2 separate regions of the Pan troglodytes genome follow, and region 1 is linked to region 2. Evidence: chromatin contacts called from public Hi-C data. All regions are on one chromosome and are shown on one strand. Each heading gives the region's core, a stretch centred on a gene start, on an enhancer-like site or on the middle of the called end of the contact. The rest is flanking DNA. Distances are from core to core; before and after follow the strand shown.

The links. Hi-C and Micro-C count contacts between places; a contact is called where the count stands out from the background.
Region 1: a Hi-C map of stem cell-derived neural progenitor cells shows a contact between it and region 2, with 4 times the contacts expected there. The contact joins two enhancer-like sites. A contact is called at or near these places in 2 of 7 Hi-C or Micro-C datasets (blood and stem cell-derived neural progenitor cells).

Annotation. Positions count from the first base shown.
Region 1 is chrX:14,062,600-14,066,288 of NHGRI_mPanTro3-v2.0_pri, reverse strand. No RefSeq gene overlaps it. Among named protein-coding and RNA genes, the nearest start is that of EGFL6, 82 kb to the left of the region's middle. Within about 2 kb of position 1,463, at least 9 of the 24 cell types and tissues checked have an H3K27ac peak or open chromatin away from gene starts, as enhancers often do. A contact at or near this core is called in stem cell-derived neural progenitor cells, where this site is marked.
Region 2 is chrX:13,953,283-13,956,940 of NHGRI_mPanTro3-v2.0_pri, reverse strand. It overlaps the pseudogene LOC736283. Among named protein-coding and RNA genes, the nearest start is that of ATXN3L, 57 kb to the right of the region's middle. Within about 2 kb of position 1,915, at least 6 of the 24 cell types and tissues checked have an H3K27ac peak or open chromatin away from gene starts, as enhancers often do. A contact at or near this core is called in stem cell-derived neural progenitor cells, where this site is marked.

The DNA.
Region 1 (3,689 bases), core at 214-2,713, 110 kb before region 2:
TCCAGTCATTTCCATTTGCAAAGTATTAATTATAACCGTGATTAAGTTTGCCTTGTAGATTGCATTTGGATGAACTCTAAGGCAGATGTGCAGATTCATTATTTTGTATCTCAGTTAATTTACGTGTCCCTAGGAAAGCACATTAAATCATACAACTCATCTTTCATCAGAGTTGAGCACTTGTATTTATTTGTTTTAAATTCGTATCTTCATGCAAAGCCATTGCCTTCCATCTCCCTAAGTGAGAACTGTATTTTATTTTTCTCTCCCAAAGAAACAAACTCAGGAATCTAATAATGAACCCAAATTGGTTTACTGGGAAAGGACAGGGAAACAAATGGAGATGCTGTCCAAGTATGCTGCCACCCAAGGAGAACCCTGCTCCCAAGAAGTCGTTTTATTTCTAAGCAAATTGTTCTGAATATATAAAGCTCACAGGCCCTCTTCCAAACCACAATTTTCTCCCAGCAGGGCATCTGAAATGGAATTGTGACTGCTGCCTGTGCTATCCCTCAAGTCTCTCTCATCCGACACAGAACCCAGCCTAGTTAAGACGGTCAAAATCCCAAGTTTGGCTTCCCTATTTAATGTGTAAAATGTTTCCTTTTTTGTTTTTTGTTTGTTTGTTTGGAGATGGAGTCTCGCTCTGTCGCCCAGGCTGGAGTACAGCGGCACAATCTTGGCTAACTGCAACCTCTGCCTCCCGGGTTCAAGCGATTCTCCTTCCTCAGCCTCCCAAGTAGCTGGGATTACAGGTGCCCACAACCATGCCCAGCTAATTTTTGTATTTTTAGTAAAGATGGGGTTTCACCATATTGGCCAGGCTGGTCTTGAACTCCCGACCTTGTGATTTGCCCGCCTCAGCCTAAGTGCTGGGATTACAGGCCTGAGCCATCGTGCCTGGCAAAAATGTTTAAGTCTGATTTACATGGAGCTGGAACGTTTCCTTTGAAATTAAAAACCAAAAATCACAGATGACAGCAGAGGGCACCCTTCCCTCTCATATGCAGTTGACACTCTCACCACCTGGGGAAAAAGATTTTGTTTTTCTGGGTTTCTTGGGGTTGACAATGGACACACACTCCAGTTTGAGATGACACACCCGTTACTGGTTGATCCTTGTCTCTCCCCATTCCATTTTCCTTTTCTCTCTGAGCTGACTGACCTTATCTTTGGGGAACCACAGAATAAAAGGAGTGGTTGCCGGCAGAATCCCTGAGGAATGTATTTTTTCTGTACAGCTTGCAATGCTCCAGAAAGGACTAGAAGTCTTGCTTCTTTGTGGAGGCCTAAATGCGTAGTTGAGATTTGTGTTGGGTCCAGTCCCCCAATTATATTCCCCTAAGGGAAAGCAGACAGGAAGCTATAAAATTCAGAACATTCATGCCCTTAGCCTCCATTTCTCATTGTGCAATCTCCTTGTTTGGGACCCACACTGATCCTGCTGTCAGCAGTAATGAATGCACACAGCACATGTTGGGGTCAGAATGAAGGATACTTGAGAAACATCAGTTTAGAGAATCGTGGGTGAATGTTAGCCCACATAATCTCCCCCAACAGAAGAGCTGTTTCAGCAGCAGCTGGGAAATGCAGTCAGCATCATGGCTAGAAGGAAAATGAGTGAAATTATTACAGGAAAATGGCAGATTCTAAATATTTTCCTACGAGTCCTTTAAGAAGCAATGCATATGAAAACATTTACTTCTTGGGTCAATATTTTATATTTAATCTAGATAAAATGCCTACTTCCTTTATCTGACTCTCCATTGTTTTTCACGATTGTGGTTTTGATCTGGACTTTTCATCCTGCCCCCAATAGCCCTACAAAGAGGGCTCAAGATTGCCAAATAAGGCAATAGGTTCCTGCCCATCACCACATGTGGTCATGGCTGGGCTATGTGTGGAGGCAGCCAAGGAAACAGGAAAACTACAACCTTTTTTGGAAAGTCTCCTGTCTTTCTGCCTGGAGAAACGTGAGAATTGCTTCAGTGACTCATTCCCTCAAGGTTGTGGGGAGGATGAATTTTGGCTTAAATGCCTTTTAATTTGCAGGTTTAATGGTGAAAGTTACCAATCAGAGCAGGGTATGTATTCATCATCATTCATTTAAAACCTTTTCTTTAATTTGGAGAGCCACCACGTAAGAAATGTTTTGAAGGTGAAACCCCGTCTCTACTAAAAATACAAAAAATTAGCCAGGTGCGGTGGCAGACGCCTGCAGTCCCAGCTACTCAGGAGGCTGGGGCAGGAGAATGGCGTGAACCCAGGAGGCGGAGCTTACGGTGAGCCGAGATCGCACCATTGCACTCCAGCCTGGGTGACAGAACGAGACTCCGTCTCAAAAAAAAAAAAAAAAAAAATGCTTTGTGGTCAGCATTCTCCCTCCTTGGACTGCCTGGTATTCTCTTTCTTATAGTGACATCGTCTGCTAACAGAAGACAAATGTGCCAGGATGATGGTGATGTCCTAAGTGAGAATCATCTACTCAATCTCTTACTTCAAAATGTTTTCCTAAAAACTCTTGCCCCAAACCCCTTCAGATGTTAGCTGGCAGTTGACAATAGAATGGGGGATTGGTAGGAATTATGGGGCAGCACAGACGATCTATCTAGGATGCATGCATGTAGTTGTAGACTTTATCAGATATGTGTGGACTGAAGAGCTATATAAAGGAAAAGCCCATAGTATGGGTGGTTTTTGAAAATCATAGCTAAGATGAATTCTGGGCTCTGAATGGATTAACACACACACTAGGCTTGCCCCAGACTTCAACTCTTTTTAAAACCATAGTTTAAACTTTGCTACCAAGGACCAAGCACTTGGTGGTGTAAAGTAGTGATCAGGGCACCACCTCTTTTTCTCCGCCTGTCCTTCTGAAGCATTCCCCTGCCTCTGACTAGATTACCGTCTATTTAAAGACAAGACCAGATTTATGTTTTTTGGATTTCCATTCAGTGTCCACCACTTACATATTATAGGTGCCCAATTAACATGTGTTGAACAAATACAGTTGGAAGAGCCACCCCTGCTCTTTGCTGCGGACAAGGGAAAATACATCTCTATGCTTTTTCCTTTCAATTTCAGAAACTAGAAGGGGGTGGTAACCCTGCCTTAGAATTTTTTCTGGTCCAAGGTAAAGAATAGTGTCTGATTCTGATCTTGTGCCAAGCCTTTGTATACTTCATTTCTAAAAGTAGAAATTAAAGGTAAATGGCCCTGCTGTTTGAAGTGGTGCTATTATAGGCTTTGCTTCTTGTGTACTACGATGCCCCTAGCAATATTCTTCTTAGAAGCAGGACGGTGTGAATAGAGAACCCACCTTCTATACAGCAGTAATATATGTTGGTGTTTCCATTGTGGGAAGGAGAACCAAGGCAGATTCAATTGTCCCTTCATGGATTGAGACTCCCCAGTTTCTGAGAATCACTGTCCTTTGCAAGTGTGTGTGTGTACACACATGTGCACATGCATGTAACAATACATGTCCACCAAGAAGTAGTTACTCGTAGGAAACTGAGACACTGCAGGAAGAATAACAGAGTCTCCTTCCTGCCACTGACAGGTGCTTCAGAGGGTTTTCAGAGTAGCCCAGACTGTGGCTCCTCCATACTGAAGGTTTCTAGGCATTATCGTGTCCTGAGGGTGGCCATGGTGGAGAAAGGACCTAGACAAGTCCAAATATTGTCCAT
Region 2 (3,658 bases), core at 666-3,165:
AAAATGGCCAGTTTGCTCTGTATCTTTGGGTCTTCAATCTAAAGGTTCCCCTGTCACGTAAAACTATGATCTCAAATAAATTTGTATGCGTTTTCTCCTATTAATCTAATCTGTCTCTTGTCAGTGATTTTCAGAGAACCTTCAGAGGGCAAAGAGGAAGTTTTCCCATGGCTCCGACCCTGTGAAAAGAATGCACTGGAGACAGTGCTTGTTCGGGGCGCTCCGCTGGCTTCTTGGACAGTTGCGCCATGTATGCTGCTCGGCCAGCGGCGGCGGCGGCCCAGTCGGTGTATGCCTTCTCGGCGCGCCTGCTGGCCGTCGGGGAGCCTGTGAGCCTGGGCTCCCTGCGGGTCAAGGTACTACTTATAGAGAATGTGGCGTCCCTCTGAGGCACCACGGTCCGGGACTACACCCAGATGAACGAGCTGCAGCGGCACCTCGGACCCCGGGGCCTGGTGGTGCTTGGCTTCCCGTGCAACCAGTTTGGGCATCAGGAGAACGCCAAGAACGAAGAGATTCTGAATTCCCTCAAGTACGTCCGACCTGGTGGTGGGTTCCAGCCCAACTTCATGCTCTTCGAGAAGGGCGAGGTGAACGGTGCGGGGGCGCACACTCTCTTTGCCTTCCTGCGGGAGGCCCTGCCAGCCCCCAGCGACGACGCCACTGCGCTTATGACCGACCCCAAGCTCATCACCTGGTCTCTGGTGTGTCGCAACGATGTTGCCTGGAACTTTGAGAAGTTCCTGGTGGGCCCTGACGGTGTGCCCCTACGTAGGTACAGCCGCCGCTTCGAGACCATTGACATCGAGCCTGACATCGAAGCCCTGCTGTCTCAAGGGCCCAGCTGTGCCTAGGGCGCCCCTCCTACCCCGGCTGCTTGGCAGTTGCAGTGCTGCTCTCTGGGGGGTTTTCATCTATGAGGGTGTTTCCTCTAAACCTACAAGGGAGGAACACCTGATCTTCCAGAAATACCCCCTCGAGATGGGCGCCGGTCCTGTCCATCGCAGTCTCTGCCAGACCAAGGCGAGTTTCCCCACTAATAAAGTGCCGGGTGTCAGCAGAAAAAAAAAGAAAAGAAAAGAAAAGAAAAGAATGCACTGGAGCAAAGAAACCAGAAGATAGCTTAGAAGAAACTATTGTAACGGTCCAGGCAGGACTTACTGAAGGTCAGAATTAAGGCAACAGCAATGAGAATAGAGAAGTCAAGATCGTTTCAAGCAATGCTAAGGAGATGGAATCTACAAGACTCCATTGATTCCATAAGGCCCCAGTGACTGATTGACGGTAGAGTTGGGTACCCAAAGTTAGGTTTCTGACTTGAAGGGAACATTGGAGAGGGGATAGGTGTTGAGTTAAAATGTTGCTGAAATGCTTGTGGGATTACCTGTGCTTCTGAAATGTTGTTTAAAGTGTTTGTGGGATTACTAAGAAGCACGAGTAGATCAAGTTAATATTCAGAAACTGTTTATCACATGCTGGGCTATGGGATCAATTTACTGGACTGAACTTCATACATTAAAGTTCCGTATTATTCCCTCTATCACGTAATTTAGAGAGCAAGGAGAGAACAAAGACACAGGTCAACAAGCTTCTTTAAAATCTCACTTACTCTCCTTCTCTACTTCCATTTACCCTGAGAATAAAGAAGAATAAAGGGGTGGGAAAGGCCTATCCTCATTCCTCTTGCTCTTTCCACAGAGGACAATGAGGCTGGACTGAGCAGTGTCTTCATCCCTCACGGAATTCCAAGGTGGACGCCATCTGTGAAGCGACTTCGTGTTGGCCTGAACTTGCTAGGAGCTTTTAGCCACTCATTTGGTTGTAATCCAACACATGACGTAATAGTCGGCCGTCTGGATTAATCAGTCCCAGCTGTTGGACGCTCTGCTCTGTGTGGGGGTTCAAGCCTCTCCATCTGTTCCTGGGGCCTCTCCACTTATCCCTTCTCTGCTTGAGCCTCCAGCCATGACAGATGGCTCTTTCTCAGTATTACAGATAATTTTTCTCTGATCAGTGTCTCAGCTCCAATTTGTGCTTAACATTTTTAACTGCCCCTCATCACTGCCATCACCTTAGGCATTTATGGAGATTAATTTATACTACATATGCATATGTATGTGTCTGCATGCATATAATGACCTGCACACACATTCATAATTTCATTCTGTTTACCATTCGCACACAACAACTAGCATTGTGGTCATGCTGGTTGCCCCTCCCTTACTGGGTTATTTCTTTTGGAGAATCTATCTAGATGATCTTACTCACTGGAAAGGCGTGATACGAAGGCGACTCAGCTGGGTGAAAACGTGGTTGGAGCATAAGAGTCCCAGCATCAAACAGTAATAGAAACAGCAGTAGCAGCAGTGTATTTCCACAGCACTCTTAAACTCGGCTTGGATTCTCTACAATGGCTGTGGGTAGAAAAAATAGCAGGGCTTCTGACGAGTTGTGGATCAACTCCAAAACCCCTCTCCACCACATTTATGAGTACTTGAAACCACAAAAGTTATAATCTCCCAGTCCCAAGGTCCTATTCTATATCCTGCTGCTCCAGCCAGGCAGCTTCATTTTTGGCTCTGAGAACCACATCTCTGTAATTACAAAACTTGAGTTCAAACAATGTGGGGATTTTCGGGAGTGGTTGAGAAAGACTGTCAATAGAGAGACTGCACATGGCAGCTGTAGCCCAAGCCAGGGAATATTCTCATCAGCAAACCACAGAACAGGCTTTGGAACAATGTCTTTTACCACACCTGCTATCCCAGTCATCTTCACACGTGAAAGGATAAAATTTACACAGATGTTTCATTTCCTCCAGGGAATATTTCAAAGCAATGATAATTTTCATTTATTATTTTATGTCTAATTATTAGCACCGTTCTTTTTTTTTCTTTTTTTGGCCAATGATGATAGTAGTGGTTTCCTTTAAGACTGGATATCTAAAATAGTCTACTTTATATCCCTTAGCAATCTTTATGTTTCATATACAAATAATACTATTGCAGTGGTGGTCAACCAGGGTTGATTTTGCCCTCCTGGGGACATCTGGCAATATCTGGAGACATTTTGGTTGACACAACTTCTGTGGGAGTGGAGGTGCTCCTGGTATCTAGCAGGTGGAGGCCAGGGAAGCTGAAAACTGGATTATTCGTTAATTATGCCACTGCTATGCTGTCAGTAAATCTGACGAATGCTGTTCCGTGAAAAGGAGAGCTCAAGGGTGTGGAATTCCAGGTGCCAGGCAAGCCTTCTTCCAGAATATTTTGACCTGGATGAAGGCTCACCCCAGAAACCAAAAAATTTTACTTTGATCTTGACTAAATTCTGGGGACCAGCCAGAATATAGGGGCTGGCATGTGACTGTGATGGGATTGTTTGCCCTGCCAGACAATGTAAGTTGGATCTATTTTTGGTGGATGTCTTGGGGCCTGGTGTCTTCTTCTTCCTCTTCAGTGCTTTTCTCAAGACTAAGGATTTTCTTAACCTATAGTCTCTTGTACAGCTAATCATATACTCTTTAAGAAGCAAACAAACTTGATGTGCATAAATCAAGTGCAAAATTGATTTAAGATTGATTTCTTTGGTTTAAAAAAAAGAGTGGCCGAGCATGGTGGCTCATGCCTGTAATCCCAGCACTTCGGGAGGCTGAGGCGGG